Linked DNA regions of Mus musculus: all the other regions are linked to region 1. A link is a contact called in public HiChIP or PLAC-seq and capture Hi-C data. All regions are on one chromosome and are shown on one strand. The core of a region is the stretch at or near the end of the contact, and the rest is flanking DNA. Distances in the headings are between cores, read along the strand shown. Region 1 holds the start of Phlda2 (pleckstrin homology like domain, family A, member 2). Region 2 holds the start of Tspan32 (tetraspanin 32). Region 3 holds the start of Cd81 (CD81 antigen). Region 4 holds the start of Trpm5 (transient receptor potential cation channel, subfamily M, member 5). Region 5 overlaps Kcnq1 (potassium voltage-gated channel, subfamily Q, member 1). Region 6 holds the start of Mrgprg (MAS-related GPR, member G).

Region 1 (2,797 bases), core at 83-2,582:
CAAGGCTCTGAGCCCCACTGGCAGATGACAGTTCATTCAAAGGCACTTTTTTTTTCCTTCAAGATTTATTTATTATATGTAAGTACACTGAAGCTGTCTTCAGACACACCAGAAGAGGGCATCCAATCTCACTACAGATGGTTGGTTATGAGCCACCATGTGGTTGCTGGGGTTTGAACTCAGGGCCTCTGGAAGAGCAGTCAGTGCTCTTAACCGCTGAGCCATTTCTCCAGCCCTCAAAGGCACTTTGAATGGTTCCCGGGATGTGGAGAGGGAATAACACCAGATAGGAGACCCTTTCACTCCCACCCTTCCACACATTCGCCCCAGCAGGAACTACACAGACCACACAGTTGTTAAAAAAAGAAAAGTGACATTGTTTATTTGGAATGAAAATATGGTATAAAAAATATTAACACGGAATGGTGGGTTGGAAGCAGGTAACCAATATAAATACGGTCCAATAAGTTAGCGCACCCGCACAGCGGGGCAAGGCTCAGCAAGCACGGGAATATCTTCGGTGAAGAGCAGCGGCGGCGTCACCCGGGGCATCCCCTGGGCTCCTGGGCTCCTGTCTGATGCGGCAGCGTGGGCTGGTTCCCGGCTCAACTGGTCCCGTGCGTTTCTGTAGGGAGAAGACTGAGTCAGGAGCTGCCCGGGTGCAGCTTTTAAGTCTCCAGGTGGGCCGAGCAGCTCCTGCCATGCGTTCCAGGTCCCCTCTCCAAAGGGTTTTCAAAGACGTAGGATTCCCCCCTCCCCCTCCCCGTGGCTTTTAAAATCGAAGTTTTCCCCACTGGGAGGCATGACCCCCATTCACTTTCCCCATGCCCCGTACTCCGACGCCGTGGACAAGTTTGTTACTCACCACGGACCCAGAGCGCTCTGCTCTCCCGGCTCGGAAGGCATTTCAGACTCAGAGCGCTGATACCGGTAGCGGGGAAAGTCTTGCAGCGCCCGACGGTTCTGGAAGTCGATCAGCGCCATGGTGATGGCCGCGTTCCAGCAGCTCTCCACCGTGCAGCGGAAGTCGATCTCCTTGTAATAGTTGGTGACGATGGTGAAGTACACGTACTTAGAGGTGTGCTCCACGCAGTCCACCTTGAGGATGGAGTGGAAAAACAGCTCCTTGGCGGGGCTGGTTTTCCCGGAGAAGAGGCGCAGGCGGTCGGCGGTGAGCACGCAGCGCTTCTTCTTCCATACCTGGAACAGGCTGTCGCTTCGCTTCTCCAGCTCGCCCTCGCAAAGGATCTCGTCGGAGGTCTTCACGGTTTTCGAAGACATCACGATTTTCGAAGCCATTTCGAAAGGTTGCACCAAATGCGCTCGCTCTGCTGCGGGCCGCGGCCGCGGCGTGGTCTTTATAAGGACTCCGCCCCGCAGCCCAGACACGCCCCGGAGTCGGGCACTCTCAATCCCAAGCAGGCTCTCGGAGCTGCCCCCCACCAACCGCCCCAGGCTGCCCCTTACCCATTGCTTGAAGCTACCGCTTATCGGAGGACGGAGGGTGGGGGGCGAGAACTGATTGGCGCCTCTCTGACGGGAGCCCCGAGCCTTCCCTCCAGCCCCAACGTCCCAGCTGCCAGGTGGAGTGACTTGTGGTCCCCTCCCCGCCCAGGCTCCGGCCCTGCCTGCAGAGGAATGCACCTCAGCGGTCCCTGCCCCTCGTGACTCACGGGCCGGGAAGACCTGGGAAGCGCCCGACCCCTAGACTGAACTACCGCGCTCAGAATCCCACTCACGGGGAGACCGAACACGCGGGTCGTGGACTCACGGGTTCTTTCCAAGCCCTGGCCACCGTCTCCTCCCACCTTGGGCGAGCATCCAAAGGCCACCCACTAGACTTTCTTGGGAAGTAGCCCTGCCCCAACAGGCTTTATCACCCAAGTTGCTCCCCAAAGTTGTACCTCGAAATTATCTCAGTTTCTTTTCCCTTCTGTAAAATGGGACAATGACCTTTTAGTAAGTTAGACAGTGAAGAAGTGGAGGAGGAACAGCACCCTGCAGTGCTCAGCCACGTGAAGAGAAAGGCCTGCCTCTTTCCCGTGTGCCCCAATCTAGGCTACAGACACCTCGGGCTGCGACTGTACAACCTCGACGTGCTGGAAACTCACGATGGGGGCGGGGGGGGGGGACGGGAGCTAGCAAAGCTAGCTTGGGGAATGAGGGGACCGACCTAAGGGCTAGGGGCGGCGGGGGCGGCGGGGGCGGCGGGGGCGGCGGGGGCGGCTGAGTCATCGCCTTTCAGTGCAAGATTTTATTTACCCTCTGCCTTTAAAGGTTTAATAGTAGTAGGAAGCAGACGCAGCTCCTCCAGGGTTCCCAGGGATGGGGGAGGGACTGGCCTAGGGACCCCAGGAGTCCCCTGCTATGGTGGGATGGGGGCAGGGGTGCTGGGGTGGGATGGAGGACAGAGGCGCTACAAGGAAACCCTCAGCCCCACCCCTTCCCCCTACCCCCACCCCTTCTCCCACCTCCACCCCTTCCCCCATCCCCACCGCCACCTCCACCCCTGGCTGTTGGAAAACCAGACACCATGCTTCTAGGTGGACTGGCTCCCAGTGAAAACACAGGTTCCTCCATTTAAACAATTGAGACAGCCTAAAACTCCAGTTCGGTGGCCTAGTGTTGTTCTAAGGCAGGTTTATACCACAATAAGGAGGCTGAGGCAGGAAGGACCAATCTAGCTCAGTCTGGGTTTTACAGTGAGCCCGAGAGTAACCAAAGCCGCAAAGCAAAAATGAAGTAAAGGGGCTGGAGAGGTGGCTCAGTTAAGAGTGCTTGCTGTTCTTGCAGAGGA
Region 2 (2,797 bases), core at 170-2,669, 500 kb before region 1:
CCTCAGGTCCTCATGCTTGCACTGCAAACACTTCAACTGAGCCCTGTCCCCAGCCTGTGTATTTTGAGGTGGGGGTCTCACTGAGTGTGTTAGGTTAGCCTCTGACTTGCTAATACCTTCCTGCCTCAGCCTCCCAGGTGCTGGCTGTGGGAAGCATGCTCTGCTTTTGTTTTTCAATCAAATATGGCTAGTTCACCGAAGGTCAATACAAACAGACTTCCTCCATCTTGAAACGCCTATGCCTGTTTGCCCAACCCCTGGACATTTCCTGAGATTTGACTCTATCACACCCTTCCCCTCTGTGCCAGTTATGAATTGGTTAATGCCATCAGGTCGGTCATGAGACACATTTGCCACTTGCAGAAGTCCTGTTTGGGGATTAGTCCCAGGAGGACTTTGGGACATGAGGTCTAACCAAACACTAAAGGTTTTTACGTAGCTGGACAGTTACAGGTTAGTACACCCTTACAACCAATGCCATGCCTTATAACCATAGGTCCTTCTCTTTCTGCTCCCCTCAAGACTCCACCCCTCCCCATGCTGCAGTGTAGCCCAGCCTACCCAAAGGGAGGCCTCATGCCTACAAAAATCCAGTTATCTTGGGCCAGGCCAGAGCAACAGCTGGTATAGAAACTGCCCCCCTTCCGGCCTGCCCTTCTTCCTTCCCCCAACACAGCCACTAGGTTACAAGGGTTGCTGACAGATAGGAGGACACAATGATACCTACTGTGTCTGCTGTGGTCTGAGGTCCCCACCCACTGGGGAACCACAGAAGGGAGGAGAGTAAAGAGGAAGGGAGGAGAGGGGAGGTGAAGGGAGGGGAGAAGAGAGGAGAGGAGACGAGGGCAGAGAGGAGAGGAGCTGAGCACCATGGGGCACTGGAATCGAATCAAGATTGCCAAATGCCAGATACTGATCACCAACTTCCTAGTCTTGGTAACATGCATGTGGGGCAGGAGTGGATGGGTGGGCAGGCAGGAGAGGAAATAGTTCACCATGCCCGGGCTTCCAGCACTGTGGTCTTCCCTCCTGCCACACCACAGTCCCTCAGACTGGTTCTGGGTCCCTGGTGGCCACCTTTAGAGGACTGTGAACATCTGTACCTGATGTCCTTGTAGGCAAGGGTCAGTGAAGAGCCTGGGAAAACCTAGGTTGGCTGGTGACTTAAGAGTGTGCAAGGACTACCCGGAAGGGGTGCTGCTTGGGACCCAGAGACTGGGACTGCCAGGTCAGGGACTGCAGACGAGTCTCTGCAGACAGTTTGATATGAGCTCCTGGGTCTTCAGATGGGAGGACACAGCGATACCTACTGTGTCTGCTGTGGTCTGAGGTCCCCACTCACTGGTGAACCACAGAAGGGAGGAGAGTAAAGAGGAAGGGAGGAGAGAGGAAGTGAAGGGAGGGGAGAGGAGAGGAGAGGAGAGGAGCTGAGCACCATGGGGCACTGGCTAGTGTGTTTTCTACTTATCTCTGTGTGTAGTACACTATCTGTGAGTGCCTGCCCACAGAAATATGTAGGCCTCCTGTAGCTGCCTTGTTCCTGTGCACCAAGGAAGCTGGAGGGAGCCAGGCTGGGGGCCTAAGAAGCCCAGACCCTATATTCTGTCAGGGTGAGGGGCCTCTGCAACTCCCCAGCGCTGACAGTGAGCCCACTTCACCCTCAGCTGCTGGGCCTCTCTATGGCCACCATGGTGGTTGTCATTCACTTTGGAGACCACTTTACTGTGATTGGCCATGCATCGTTGGAGAGGAACCCCTATGAAACACTGCGCTATTGGGGTAAGTGAGACCAGAAATGGCTGTGGAGTGGAAGTGAGAGGGCTCCAGGGCCAAACACATCTGGGAGGAACAGACCTTACTCCCCAGCCCTAGGCTGCCCAGAGGAGCTGGCTTTGGCCAAAAACCAGAGGTCAGGAGTAGGGAGAGGCAGCCCCAGTGTCTGGGTTGGACTAACAAAGGTGGGGAGGTTTAGGCGACAGCAGGCACTCCTGCCTTGATTCGCCTGCCCCATAGCAGTGGTGAAGCTGTGGCAGGGCCCAGATCTATGTGTTCAGGGCAGGGATCTCCTGGGGCCCACTCAGGTGGGCCTGTGGGGCTTGGCAGGGAATACCATATACAGAGGGCAGAAAATGTGCAGCTAGGACCCAACCTGCCAGGGTGCCTCACTTCCACAAGAACAAGGCCACTTTAATAAGAGGAATGCAAGGAATCTAGGAAGGTCACCACCCAGTAGGAAAAAGTGGAAAACTGAGGCCCCTGAATGGGGGATGGGTAGCCCCAGTCCCTGCCTTCCAAGGCACTAGGCCTCCCTTAGGCAGGAAGCCTGGGGCCTGGGCCTGCACTGATAAGGTACAGCCTACACTGTCACCTGTCACTAGAGTATGGGGATGTCCTTAAAGATAGTCTGTGAGGCAGGGAGGACAGGAGGAATGGGGGAAAGAGTACTGTCTCTTAGCTACCTTCTCTTCCCCCTTCCTTCTCAGCCTCAGGAGGACAGGCTATTGGGCTATGGACATTCCTTCTTTTGAGCCAGAGATATGTGCCTTTTGGGACCTCCCCGAAGGTCAGTTCTAGCTCTGTGACTCCCAAAGTAGATAGATTTCAGATCCAACCTCTATGCCCAGTCCCCAGGCTAGATTCCATACCCTCTGTCTTTCTCTTCCCACAGCCTTCTATGTGGGGATCAGCCTAGCGGGGCTCCTGAGCCTGGGAGCTGCTCTGAGCACCATAGCCACTGTGAGGGAGGCCCATGGCCTCATGGCTGCGGTAAGTTCCATGTGCTGCCAGACGACCCCGG
Region 3 (2,797 bases), core at 172-2,671, 450 kb before region 1:
GGAGACTCAAATGACTTTTAGTGTGATATTACTCCAGCATTTGGTGACTAGTGTTACTTTTGTTGTGACACCACTTCAGCCTCCAAGAACTATAAATGTGGACACAATCCTTCACTGTAGCAGCTATACCAGCCTGAAGCCAAAACAAATGCACAAATTAACTCTCAAGAAGCCTACTAGCCTAGCCGAGTAGAGATAGCTCCACCCAGGCAGCTACTGGCCAATCATCAGGTTTACATGTAAATTATACATAGTTCAAATTTTCGCCCTTTAGACAACTGGGCATGGTGTCCTAAACCTACAGTCTCAGCACTTAGGAAGCAAAAGTAGACAGAGCTCTGTTCCAGGAACCAGGGCTACATTGTGAGATTCTCATTCTCTGTCTGTCTGTCTGTCTCTGTCTGTCTGTCTCTCTCTCCACATATATATTATAGATATTCCTTTCCTTTGTTTAAATATATATGTATATCTATTCCTTTTTAAACATATTTCCAGTGTCCTGTAGCCAGAGGGGTGCCAGGTGTGATCTCCATAGGGAACAATGTCCTTAACTGCTCAAAGATTTAAGAACATGGAGTGACCTGGAAAAGGCTGAGTCTTGGGAACTGGTCCTTCCATGGTTCCCAGTGAGTCTAATGAAGCAGCCCCATTGCCCTTCAGTTTGGGGAAGGGAATGCCAAGATTTCACAGGAATATCATCTATGATGACAGCAGCCATTCCTCACCCGGGAAGGAAGCACCTCTGCCCTCTGAATCTTTCCTCACTTCCTTATTAATCCCAGCTTTCAGGGAACCAGCTAGAGGATGGAGGATGGACTCTTGGAAGGCACAGCCAGGATGGCATGAATATTTGAAGGTGCCCCTGAGGGTTCTCGAGCCTAAAGACTGGCTAAAGACATTGGGTACACTATTGACCTTCCCAAATGCAGCCTCCAGAACTGCAGCCAGGAACTCTATCTGTGAGATAGGGGATTAGCAAGGCTACAAAGAATTCCATTCTAGACCTTCAGGCCCACGGAGTTGCTGCCTGGGAGATCAATATACACAAAACATGTTAACTTTTAAGACTCTTTACTGTCGAGACACCTCCACTAGGGTACCCTCCGGGAAAGTCCAAGGCGTCCGAGTACCGGAGGAAGTAAGTGTGGCTTCTTTGGGGCAGTATCTTGTGGCCAGTTCTTAGTCGCGACCCAGAAGCCTGCCCCGAGGGTTGGGAACCCTTAAGAAACTTGGAGATTCATCCTGCGCACGCACAGTGCACCGAGTCCCCAAGAACCAGCTGCACCAAGTTCCAGAACGCTTACTCTGGGACTGAGGTGGCAGCACCCACCCAAGTACCCCTGGTCCGGGCACCCCGCGGGCGGAAGGCGGGGCCAGGGGTGGAGCGTCCTCTGGGCGGGGCCTCGGAGGGGCGGGACCTAGAGGTCTATAAAGAGTGAGGAGCTAGGCGCGCGCGCCCGGTCCGAGCGAGCGCGTCCTTGCTTCAAAGAGATAGTGACTCTCGCGCCTCCGGCTAGGCCTCCAGCCCTTCTCTACCCTACGTCTCATTCTCCGCAACGCAGTTCTCCGGCCCGCAAGCGCTCCAGGCTATCTGCCAGTCCCGGACCCCGGTACTGCGTCCCCATACCGCCCGCTCCAGGACCAATCCAAGCTCCGCAGGCCGCGCACCGCCATGGGGGTGGAGGGCTGCACCAAATGCATCAAATACCTGCTCTTCGTCTTCAATTTCGTCTTCTGGGTGAGCAGCCACTGGGGACAGGGCGCACCCCACGGTAGCCAGGCTGGGCAGCGCGCTAGGCCCTGCTGAGAAGGCGCAGCGCAACCGCGAAGTTGCGGCGCCACCTGTGGGCTCCGTGCGCCGATCGGGGTCCTGGCGCCCCTCGCCAGCGGGTTGAGGCCGAGGGCTGAGCTTCTGGGCCTCGGCTCGAGGGGCTTCTGGGGCCGGGAAATCAGGGGATCGCTGGCCTGTCCCCTCTGAGTGCTGGGAACTGGTGCAAGAGTCTGCGGGCTAGAGCCAGGTAATCAAGAGCCCTCAGCTATGAAGGGGGTACTCGCACCCTCCTGAATGTTGTTTTGGGGACCATCCTGCATCGCGAGCAGTGAGGGGGGTCGAGAAGGGCGGGATCTTGGCGCCCCGCCCCCATGAGCTCATCCTAGCCACCGCCCCTGGATAGGCGGCCTCGAAGTGGTGGGGGCACGCTCCGTACTTGCCTCGGAGACCTCAACCCCACTATTACTCCACCCTTGCTTACCCTCCAGCTTGGTATTGCCACCCTGGGGGCTCGAGCTCCAGGCCTAGAAGGCAGGGCAGCCCGGGCCGCGTGCTGCTGCGCACGGTGCCCCAGTTCTTGGCCACCCCCACCCCCATTCCCCCAGCTGCCCCTCCTCCTTGCCTGTCGTCTCCTGCACAGATTACAGCCCCGGCCTGACCCTTAGATCCTGAGAGGAAGAGGGTATGCAGTTCTGAGTTGGTGAAGGCCAGGGTGTTGCAAAGATCTGGGATCTGTACAAACCAGGAGCTTAGGATCTTTTCCTATATACAGGATCTAAGCTGGGCTCTCCACTTTGGAAAGAAGTGCACACCCATTTGGTCATCTTGGAAAGGAGACATGGGTATAAGAGGGTCTCCAAGTGTCCCTGGGTCCTGACTGTCTTCACTGCTGGGGAGTAGCCATTGGTGGTATGGGCTTCTTTCCATTTCCTAACTGGGTTGGGAATGGGGAGTCTTAACAGACCTGCCTGCGGGCACTTGAGTGAGCAGTGCTGGCCACTCCTCTGGACAGTGGTGCCACCCTCC
Region 4 (2,797 bases), core at 213-2,712, 410 kb before region 1:
CAGCACCAGGCAAATGTGGCCACAAAGAGGGAAGGCATGCAAATAGGATTTGCATGTGCAGGTGTCTAGGTCTAAAATGCCCCCCTTTGTTGGTGGGGTTTTTTTGCGGGGGTGGGGGGAGCTACATGACCCTGATCATTATCCTATGCCTGAATTCTGAAAGACAAAAAACAGATTCTTAATCCCAAGGCAGTGGAGACCTTGGAGGCTCTTACTAGCTGAGACGGTCACAGAAAGAGCCTGAAATAAATGTACTTCTCCGCCCCTAAGATAGGAAGAGCCCAGAGCACGACAGATCTGGCACCCAAATCCTGGGGTCCTGAACGTACTTGTCCCTAAACTCTCTGTGCCAGCTTACAGTGATATGTGGGTAAAACTAAGAAGGTCACTGCATGCATGAATTAGCATGGCACCCCTCATCCCCTTGGTGAAGAGACCTGACATTGCTGACAGAGCAGGACGTAGATACAACTATGAGGAGCTGGGTCCCCACCCCTACACCCCTCCCTCCTGCAGCCCCTGAGCTTGGGCTGAGTTTCCAAGGTGCTGCGGCTGATGTAATCTCCAAGTCTGAGGCTCACAGTTTGGATTGCCCTCCACCCAGACCCTCCCGAACAATGGGTAGCCCTTTCCCTTGCTCATGGCAGACTTGTCCTCATGATGCCATCCCTGATGGAGAACATGAGGTAGAAATGTGGCTAGAACATAGCTCCTGCTTGCCCTTCCTACCTTCTCAGCAGAGGACTGAGCGACTTTCTGGCCCCACTCCTATGCAAGCTGACCCTGGTGTGAGCTTACCTGCCCGTTCCTTCCAGATTCCTGGCATGTAGCTGCTGGTGCTGAGTGTTAGAGGCACTTACCTACTGCAGGCTGTGTTCCTCCCTCGATCCACCCACATGCCACACCCAGCACCTGGCAGCCAATGATGTCTTAGAAAGCTGGGCATGAGTGAACCTAGGGTACCACCCATCCACCAAGGGCTAGATTGGTGCCACTGGTCTGAGAGCACATCCAGGCTGGCCAAGAGCCCACTGTTACATGAAGAGGGGTTACATGAAACATGGGTCCTTTCCTCCCTGGGCTCTGCCTGGCACAGACGATGAGTACGGCCTGGGTGTCTGTACTCTAACATGAGATCAGAGGTCAGATGGGAATTCTGCTTCATTTCTCACCAAGCCTCAGTTTCTCTAGTTGAGGAAACAAGAACTGCCTTAAGGACACATGATCCATGAAAGGGTGTCTGACAAGTGGTCCCAATGATGATAGGCAAGCAGATGAACTGTCTCCTGAGGTCCCAGAAGGTCTGGAGATGTCTGCCCTGATCTGTGGTGTGCCACACTCCTGGAGAATCCTATGGTGTGAGTGAGCTGAGTACTAGCTACTTACCAGTCAGGCAGTCAGTGCCTTGGACTGCATGAGGACTGCCTCCAAATTGAGGCTCAGGGCTGTTGCTCGTGATGCTTCTCATGGCTGTGACACTGGCTTTTTTCCTGTTGATCTATCCAGCTCCTTCAACACGAAGTCCCGGTTTCTCTTCCTGTAGACCGAGATACTCATGCCAAGCTTCCAGGCGGTTGTGAATAACTGGGGAAGACCCTCATGACAGCTCTTGACAGTGTTTCTGTGAGCCCTTCCCCCAGAGACCACAGGATCTGGCTTTCATTACTTTGCCATGAACCCCAGGGGTAGGAGGATAGGGGTTGGGCAGCAGCCAAGGACCCAACATTAGCCACCAGAGGGCGCCAAGATCACAGGCAAAAACAGGACCTGGGTGGGGCAGGGAGAGGGGTCTCCCTCTGGCTTTGTCCTAAGCAAGAGGGCCACAGTTACATCACCATCTGAGCTAGCATGTCCCCTAGCATACCTGTCATGTTACCTTGACATAAGCCATGCCCATTTGATGCCCTTCTAAAATTACAAGCTGGGCTGGGGGCTCAGACCAGCTCTAGCCACTTGAGCCCTGAAGAGCAGGGACTATAAGCCTTGAGTGCTTGAGAGCTGTGGGGTACAGCTCTGGAGGAGGGTACATAGCGGGGGCCTAGGTGGAATGGCCGGATCTCAGTATAGAACAAGGCCAGAGTTCACTGGATTCTAGAAATCTAGCCTAAGTTCATGTCCACCAAGCAATCCAAAGCCTAGCCTTCCTATGTCTGAGGACTAGGTGGAGAATAGGAGTGCTTCCAGAACCCTTCCTTCATCTGCTGCTGCCCCTTTACCTCCATCTTTTGGACACTCGAAGGACTGCACCAAATATTCCCTAACCGTTCTAGGCCAATACCATATTATGGTTCTCCTTACCCACAACCTTTCATGGACCCCTGTGATCCTAATAATCAAACCCAGAAAGGCCCTGACACTTTTTCTTTTGCTCCCTTGGGGCACCACTCCTTGGAGCATCTCCTGCAGGCTTGTCACCACAGGCTCCCATGTCTTTCAAGGACCCCTTCACCCAGGCCCACACCCACACAGGGCACATCCCCTATAGCTCACTTCCCAGGCACCCCAGCAGCGTTGCTCAGTGCTGCTTTGTCATCTGAAATGACCTTTGCTTCCTCATTTGCCCATCAACAGCCACTTCCCCCATAGTTCTGCTGGACCCTGGGCAGCCCCAGCCAACCCCAAGTGCAGAATATGAAAGTATACAGAACATGTGCCCAAAGGCAGTTGTGTGCCTGAGCATGTGCATAGTCATGAGCCATATGAAGGCATAAGTGGGGTCTGGGGAGATAGCCATTTAGTGGGAAGCAGCTTCCAAACCATTCCAGGCCCTGGGCAGATAGACATTGGGCAAGGCTCA
Region 5 (2,797 bases), core at 136-2,635, 350 kb before region 1:
GCTCTTTGTCCACCACTGTGAGGGCAGTGACCTCATTACCTCTTTTGTCCCCTTCTCGTTCCCTGGACCCTCCCTGCCCCACAACAGCTAAGAAGAGATTTTATAGGACAAAAACCTGAGTGTCCCAGACGCTCCCTGGGTGGTTTGGGATAATTTCCAATTTCTCCCTCATGGTCTTCAGAGTGTCACACATTTAAGCATACACCCCCCCCCATCTCCAAACCTCCCTTCCCTCCCCATCTCTCCCTCCCAACTGCCTCAGGACCTTTGCACAAACACTATATATATCCAGCAGGGTTGCTTTCCTACTATTAGGACTGACCTCCGGTCAACGCTGCACACTCCCTTCTGGAACTCCCCTCTGCTCTTTTCTGGGCAACCTGGATGTGATGATGGGCTTCTTTGAGTAGGCTCACATCTCTTTCACACTTTTCTACTATGCAGAGGGAGGCTCAACACCCCGGCTGCTCAGAGTGTATATATGGAGTAGGATACAGAACCCCCTTCTTTTTAAGTCTTGTTCCCAGGCATGCCCCCTAAGGATACAATGATACCCCTGAACCTCAGTGTCTCCAACTGTAAAGTATAGGGATGAAAGTATAGTTGGCTTTAGTCTTAACCTCCCCATTTGGCTTTGCCACATTATTTTAAAGCCTCTCTCTCCCTGCCGCCTCCTGTGTGTGTGTGTGCTCGAAATGCCCACAGAATCCAGAAGATAATGTGGCAGATCCCCTAGAGATGGAGTAACAGACGATTGTGAACAGCCCAACATGCGTACCCAACCAAACTTAGAACCTCTGCCAGCGTAGCAAGGGATCTTAACTGCTGAGCCATTGTCTGTCCCCAACTTTGCCATGTTCGTAAGCTGTATCCTCACATGCTAGCCTTTAGAGGCCATACCTTCCAGGATTTGAGCTGGCTGTGTCTAGTGGCTTACTTCAGAGTCATGACCATGGTGTTGGGGAAGCAGATGTGAGGCTGGCGTGTGTCCAGCCTGGACATATGGACCAGTGAAGAAGTGTATGGCTCAAAGGACCTTGTATATAGGGTGGTGATATTTTCCTAGAAGACATGATGATTGGTCAAAGGGTTAGGTAAGGAGGAGTTGTGTGCTGTTGCAGATGGCTCATGGCCTCCGAAAGGTGCATGTGTCCTAGGCCCACGCAGATATCATGGTTGTGGATTCCAGGCCTCTAGGGTGAGAATGGCTGTTGGAGCCTCAGGCTGGGGGACATAGTGTAGAATGCAGCTGCTACATGCTGTGGACGGGAGTTGGGTGAAAAACAAAGATGTTTATTTCAGCCTTTGAGCTAAGGACAGGGCAGCCTCTGACGAGCTGTGGAGACACCAGGTGGCGCTCTTGTAACACACATTCCAGCAGCCCTTGGGCCGAGCCCAGAGTGCCGAGCGCGGGAGCCCAAACCACAGCCCGCGGTGCCCCACGGGGGCCCAGGGCAAGGGAGCTCTGTGAGGGATTCTGGGAGCACATTGGGTAAATGGTGGAGAAGAAGTCACGCGAGGCTGTGTTCCCCAACCCCAGCGCCGGTACTCCTGCCTCAGCGCCTGGCTTTCGTGGTGCCAGAGCCCTGTTATCTCAGCCAGGGCCAAGGAAGCCAGGCGGCCTCCGAGGGATTAAGCATTCTGCTGAGCCAGGCATATTCTGTGGGTCTGAAAAGCTGTTCTTGGAGAAAACTGGGCCCTGCCAGGCCAGGGTCTGGCTAGAACTTTGATCAGGGGTGTTATAGGTGTGCTTGGCCTTGAAACTTGTTTGTGGCCCCAAGGAGGACACCCCCCCTCCCGCCGCCCAGCCCCCAATCCGGCCTCTGAATCTAGAGCAAGCTGTATGTACATCTGTAGACGTGGCGCACATGTGTGTGCACGCCGTGTACGTGCAAGTCTGCTGAATGTGCATGCACGCCGCCAAACCCACCCACCCCTCCTTGCAATAGGAGACCCTGGCCAGGCCCAGGTGCAGGGCTGTTTTTTGTCTCTCAAACCCCAGCTTGTTTTCAAATCCCACACAAAGACAGCTGCATTGAAAAAGTCCTAGCACACACTCCAGCTCCGTGAGCCCCACAGCCCGCATACCAGGGAACTGTCCCGCCATGCCTGCGGTTAAAACCCGTGAGCCGCGCGGCCGGAGGCCTGGGGGATGAGGTCATCTCTCCAGTTTCCTCCCTTACTGTGAGGCTCCCTGGCCCCGCAGGGGCGACCCACCTCCCTGCAGCTGGACCCTTCCTGGCCCGCCCTTGCTTTCTGTAACTCTCTTGGCAGGCCTCAGTTTCCCAGGGGCAAAATGAGATCCGGTGGGCTCTCTGAGCCCTTAAAACAGCCCTTGCTGGGTCCTACTTTCAAGTGGAACAGGGTCAGCTCCCCAGGTCCCAGACCCTCGTTCACACTCAGCAGGGCCTCACATGTTCTTGCATTCGTTTTCACACCCTTTCCTGCCAGTGGAGACTTTATTGGCGTTAAATTCAGCGCCTAGCTTCATGTCTTGGTGCTGTGTCTAGGTTTTGCTTTGGTTTAGTTTGTTTTCACGGTCTATCTGTTGTAGAGCTTGCTCTTAGCTCTCCATCTTCTGTTGCTTGGAGTCACAGCGGGTGTTCTGTTTTTTTGGCTGAGACACGCCTTGGGTTGTACCTAGTGTACCGTTGCTGCTTGCACTGTATTTGGCCATGTGTCCCACTGCCTGGTCTGTTGTTCTGTCTGAGATCTCTTATGGGGGCATTAATATCACACCTGTTAGCTGCACTCGTGAGAGTCAGTATGCTTACTCTATCCCTGTCCCTGAAGACTA
Region 6 (2,797 bases), core at 134-2,633, 260 kb after region 1:
CCCATGCAGAGGCCCACCACATTCAGACAAAGGGGCCACAGGTGGAGAGACTCCCCTTTCTTTTTAACTGTAGTACCAATGTGAGAATGCTTTCTCTAAGGCTCTGATCACACCCACCCCAGGGTCTCTGATAGTGCCTGCTCTGACCCAGGACACTCCATTCTGTGCTAGGTGAGGCTTCAGGGGACTTTCCCCACACTGTCCTTTTAGAGCGCGACATTAAAGCCCAGGGTCCTGAGGAACTGTGGCTAACTCTGAAGCTTCATGTCAGAGTCTGGGACTTTGATGATGGGTCTCAGGGCCCCAAATCTTCTTAGGGAGCAAGCAGGAGAGTTTCTGGTACCCTCATGGAGGCGAGTGTTTCAGAGCAGTACCTTTTTCCACAGAGCCCATGATGGACCTTGTCCAAGATCCAGGGTATGAGGACCCAGGCTCTGGGGACAGGGACTGCCAGGGAGGAACAGCAATAGGAAAAGATAGACCAGGGCTGGGGGGTAATGGAGTGGAGAAGAGAGATGGACAGACAGACACAGAGAGAAATAGAGAATAGAGGTAGAGATAAAGAGGAAGGGACAGACATGGGAAAACATAGTCAAAGATGGAAAGAGATGTATATTGTGTACTTTACGTATGACCCTCATTCCTGGTCTGGGCTGTGTCCCCTACCCAGAACCCTAGCTATCTCTGTACTCACTGAGACCCAGCCTCCATCAGACCCTGCTTCCTCTCACAGGGCCAAACCTTCTGCAGTGTCCTGATGAGTATCACCCACCATCTCATCACCAAGCATCCTTCCTAGCACCTGTGGGAGATGGTGATTCAACCTACCAGTTCAGCTGTCAAGGTCAGAGTACAGGTCCTCAGGACCTTGAAATTAAGGACTGAACCTTCACGCATCAGAGTGGTGACAGAGGCAAGACTCTTCCCCTCTGTGAGCCCCCAAGGGTGTAAATCCAGACATCTACTCCTGTGTGGATTCTGGCTGGTGGAGCCAAGGCTAGATCTGAAAGGGGATGCGGTAGGTGGGGTGGGGCATCTTCCTCATCCTTGTTCTCCAATGGACCTGGAGCAATGAGTTTCAAGCCTGAGCCTCAGCTTCCAAGGCTCCCTTAACTGCCTTCCCCATAAGGTCCCTTTTAGAGGACATCCTCAGAGCCACCAGCACCCCCCTGAGAGCCAGGCAGGCAAGTGATGTAGAGGGTAAGAGAAGGGGTGCTTCTTGCTTAGGGAAGCAGGTAGAGGGGCATATTAACCTTCTCACCTGATGACCGCCTGCTGACAGTGGCTGTCTCCAGCTCGCTCAGCCCACACTTGTTGTCTTGATCTCCTCCTGGCCCCTAAATCCCCTTCTGTCCTCTGAGGCTGGCTCCTGCCAGTTCCCTAGAAGTGGGGTGGGTGTGTCACCTTTTCACGGAAATCAAAGGAATGAGCTCAAACAGAGCTGTCAGTGTGGGAGGCTCCTCCTTTTCATCTGGGAGATGAAAACAGAGAGCCTTGCACGCCGCCCATTCTGGAATGGTCCCTGGCCTTAGGTGCTCGGGACCAAAGGAAGAGATGACATCTGTAAAGATGGATCAGTCAGTAAAGTTCTCGCTATGCAGGTATGAGAATTTGAGTTTGGATCCCCTGCACCTTTAATAAAAGTTGGGCATCATGGTGCATGCTTGTGACCCCAGTACTGAGAGATGGAGACCAGAGGACTCATGGGACTTGATATTCAGCTGGCTATGCCAATCACTACATTTGCTGCAAAGTCTTATCTTTAAAAAATAAGGTATTGGGCCAGTGAGAGGGCTCAGTGGGTAAAGGTTCTTGCCACACCCAAGCCTGACAACCTAAGTTCAATTCCAGGGATCCCCATAAAAGAAGAAAATTGATTCCTAAAAGTTTCCCTCTGATCTGGACACATGTGGTGGCACATTTGTGCACACACACAGATAAACTTAAAAACATATTTAAGCCAGAGGTTGTGGCCCACACCTTTAATCCCAGCACTTGGGAGGCAGAGGCAGACAGATTTCTGCAAGTCTGCACAGAGTTTCCAGGTCAACCAGGATGGTATTGTGAGATGTTGTCTCAAAACAACAACAGCATGGACTTTAAAATGTTTTTTAATGTGTAGGGTAATTAAGAAGACACACACTCAGTGCTGATCTTTAGGCAGCACATACACCTGCACAGATGTGCATGCACCTACACACATGTGCACATAAACTCACACAGCAGTTGGAAGGGAATAGGGAGAGTCCAATAGAGCTAGGACTGCACAGTGAGATATTCTGGAGACTCACTGGCAGAGGAAGGTCCTGGGGAGCTGGGCACCCAGACGTTGGGTGGATAAAGACCAAAGCATGCTCTCATGCCTGAAGGTCTCTGGTTTATCTTCAGATTCCATCAAAAGCCAGGCGCACCCTCCAAGTCATCCAGTACGCATGTGCTTTCAAGGCTCTGTGTTATGGTTAGCTAAGTAAATATGCAGGAAAACCCATCTTATGGTGACTCAGACAGCTGTGGCTCAAGATGGCTGCCATCATGTCAAGCCAGATCCATACTCTGTCCTCTGTGGGATGCACCCTTACAACACACACAAGCACTGTGCAGCCCCAAATCTCCCCAACTTTTCATTGTTCTGGTAGGCCTTTGTTGTTGTTCTTCTTCAGGGCTTTGCCCTCAAGGATTAATATAATTGTCATAGTGTGCCGGTACTGTGAGGTGATCTAGAGGAGTCCACAGCAGCTGGAGAGTCTGTGCACCACCGAAGCAGGCAGCAGGGAGACAACCAAGCACTTGGCACCTC

What was found. HiChIP or PLAC-seq counts read pairs in DNA pulled down with a chosen protein or histone mark. Capture Hi-C pulls out chosen DNA fragments and counts their contacts.
Region 2: an HNF4G HiChIP or PLAC-seq map of pancreatic cancer cells shows a contact between it and region 1. The contact joins the promoter of Tspan32 here to the promoter of Phlda2 in region 1. A contact is called at or near these places in 17 of 39 promoter capture datasets (the 3T3-L1 cell line, 3T3-L1-derived adipocytes, the HPC-7 cell line and 10 more), 7 of 484 Hi-C or Micro-C datasets (CD4 T cells, the G1E-ER4 cell line, the HPC-7 cell line and 2 more), 12 of 115 datasets of contacts at active chromatin or transcription factors (acute myeloid leukemia, cardiomyocytes, double positive thymocytes and 6 more) and 1 of 9 other capture datasets (adipose tissue).
Region 3: an H3K4me3 HiChIP or PLAC-seq map of embryonic stem cells shows a contact between it and region 1, with 6 times the contacts expected there. The contact joins the promoter of Cd81 here to the promoter of Phlda2 in region 1. A contact is called at or near these places in 5 of 39 promoter capture datasets (cranial neural crest, frontonasal cranial neural crest, hematopoietic stem and progenitor cells and 2 more), 2 of 484 Hi-C or Micro-C datasets (both in embryonic stem cells), 28 of 115 datasets of contacts at active chromatin or transcription factors (the SCID.adh cell line, acute myeloid leukemia, astrocytes and 18 more) and 2 of 9 other capture datasets (adipose tissue and pancreatic islet).
Region 4: a contact with region 1 is called in an H3K4me3 HiChIP or PLAC-seq map of embryonic stem cells, with 53 read pairs. The contact joins the promoter of Trpm5 here to the promoter of Phlda2 in region 1. A contact is called at or near these places in 23 of 39 promoter capture datasets (the 3T3-L1 cell line, 3T3-L1-derived adipocytes, the C10 cell line and 16 more), 2 of 15 datasets of contacts at CTCF or cohesin (embryonic stem cells and stem cell-derived epiblast-like cells), 15 of 484 Hi-C or Micro-C datasets (the G1E-ER4 cell line, the HL-1 cell line, the N1E-115 cell line and 5 more), 10 of 115 datasets of contacts at active chromatin or transcription factors (craniofacial prominence, embryonic basal ganglia, embryonic hindbrain and 5 more) and 2 of 9 other capture datasets (adipose tissue and liver).
Region 5: a contact with region 1 is called in an H3K4me3 HiChIP or PLAC-seq map of embryonic limb bud, with 8 times the contacts expected there. The contact joins the enhancer-like site here to the promoter of Phlda2 in region 1. A contact is called at or near these places in 13 of 39 promoter capture datasets (the 3T3-L1 cell line, the C10 cell line, the HPC-7 cell line and 8 more), 3 of 15 datasets of contacts at CTCF or cohesin (the G1E-ER4 cell line and embryonic stem cells), 63 of 484 Hi-C or Micro-C datasets (B cells, the Ba/F3 cell line, the G1E-ER4 cell line and 23 more), 23 of 115 datasets of contacts at active chromatin or transcription factors (Th17 cells, astrocytes, bone marrow-derived macrophages and 15 more) and 3 of 9 other capture datasets (adipose tissue, embryonic stem cells and pancreatic islet).
Region 6: a capture Hi-C map of embryonic stem cells shows a contact between it and region 1, with 4 times the contacts expected there. The contact joins the promoter of Mrgprg here to the promoter of Phlda2 in region 1. A contact is called at or near these places in 24 of 39 promoter capture datasets (the 3T3-L1 cell line, the C10 cell line, the HPC-7 cell line and 11 more), 2 of 15 datasets of contacts at CTCF or cohesin (large pre-B cells and pro-B cells), 20 of 484 Hi-C or Micro-C datasets (B cells, the G1E-ER4 cell line, the HL-1 cell line and 6 more), 16 of 115 datasets of contacts at active chromatin or transcription factors (the 230-238 cell line, the SCID.adh cell line, T-cell acute lymphoblastic leukemia and 8 more) and 4 of 9 other capture datasets (adipose tissue, embryonic stem cells, liver and 1 more).

The regions. Positions count from the first base shown.
Region 1 is chr7:143,501,192-143,503,988 of GRCm38.p6, forward strand. Phlda2 (pleckstrin homology like domain, family A, member 2) reads right to left here and starts at 1,333. Exons shown (of 2, transcript NM_009434.2): 1 at 866-1,333; 2 at 357-625. The coding sequence starts at 1,299. The coding sequence ends at 625.
Region 2 is chr7:143,004,240-143,007,036 of GRCm38.p6, forward strand. It overlaps Tspan32 (tetraspanin 32), which reads left to right and starts at 1,420. Exons shown (of 8, transcript NM_020286.3): 1 at 1,420-1,779; 2 at 2,669-2,766. The coding sequence starts at 1,680.
Region 3 is chr7:143,051,329-143,054,125 of GRCm38.p6, forward strand. Cd81 (CD81 antigen) reads left to right here and starts at 1,422. Exons shown (of 8, transcript NM_133655.2): 1 at 1,422-1,738. The coding sequence starts at 1,673. It overlaps R74862 (expressed sequence R74862), which reads right to left and starts at 2,358. Exons shown (of 5, transcript NR_110354.1): 1 at 1,709-2,358.
Region 4 is chr7:143,093,180-143,095,976 of GRCm38.p6, forward strand. It overlaps Trpm5 (transient receptor potential cation channel, subfamily M, member 5), which reads right to left and starts at 1,463. Exons shown (of 25, transcript NM_020277.2): 1 at 1,387-1,463.
Region 5 is chr7:143,152,651-143,155,447 of GRCm38.p6, forward strand. The region is part of intron 2 of Kcnq1 (potassium voltage-gated channel, subfamily Q, member 1); the gene reads left to right. Among named protein-coding and RNA genes, the nearest start is that of Gm28821, 13 kb to the left of the region's middle. Within about 2 kb of position 1,386, at least 105 of the 459 cell types and tissues checked have an H3K27ac peak or open chromatin away from gene starts, as enhancers often do. A contact at or near this core is called in the N1E-115 cell line, adipose tissue, bone marrow-derived macrophages and 10 more, where this site is marked.
Region 6 is chr7:143,765,610-143,768,406 of GRCm38.p6, forward strand. It overlaps Mrgprg (MAS-related GPR, member G), which reads right to left and starts at 1,384. Exons shown (of 2, transcript NM_203492.2): 1 at 1,262-1,384.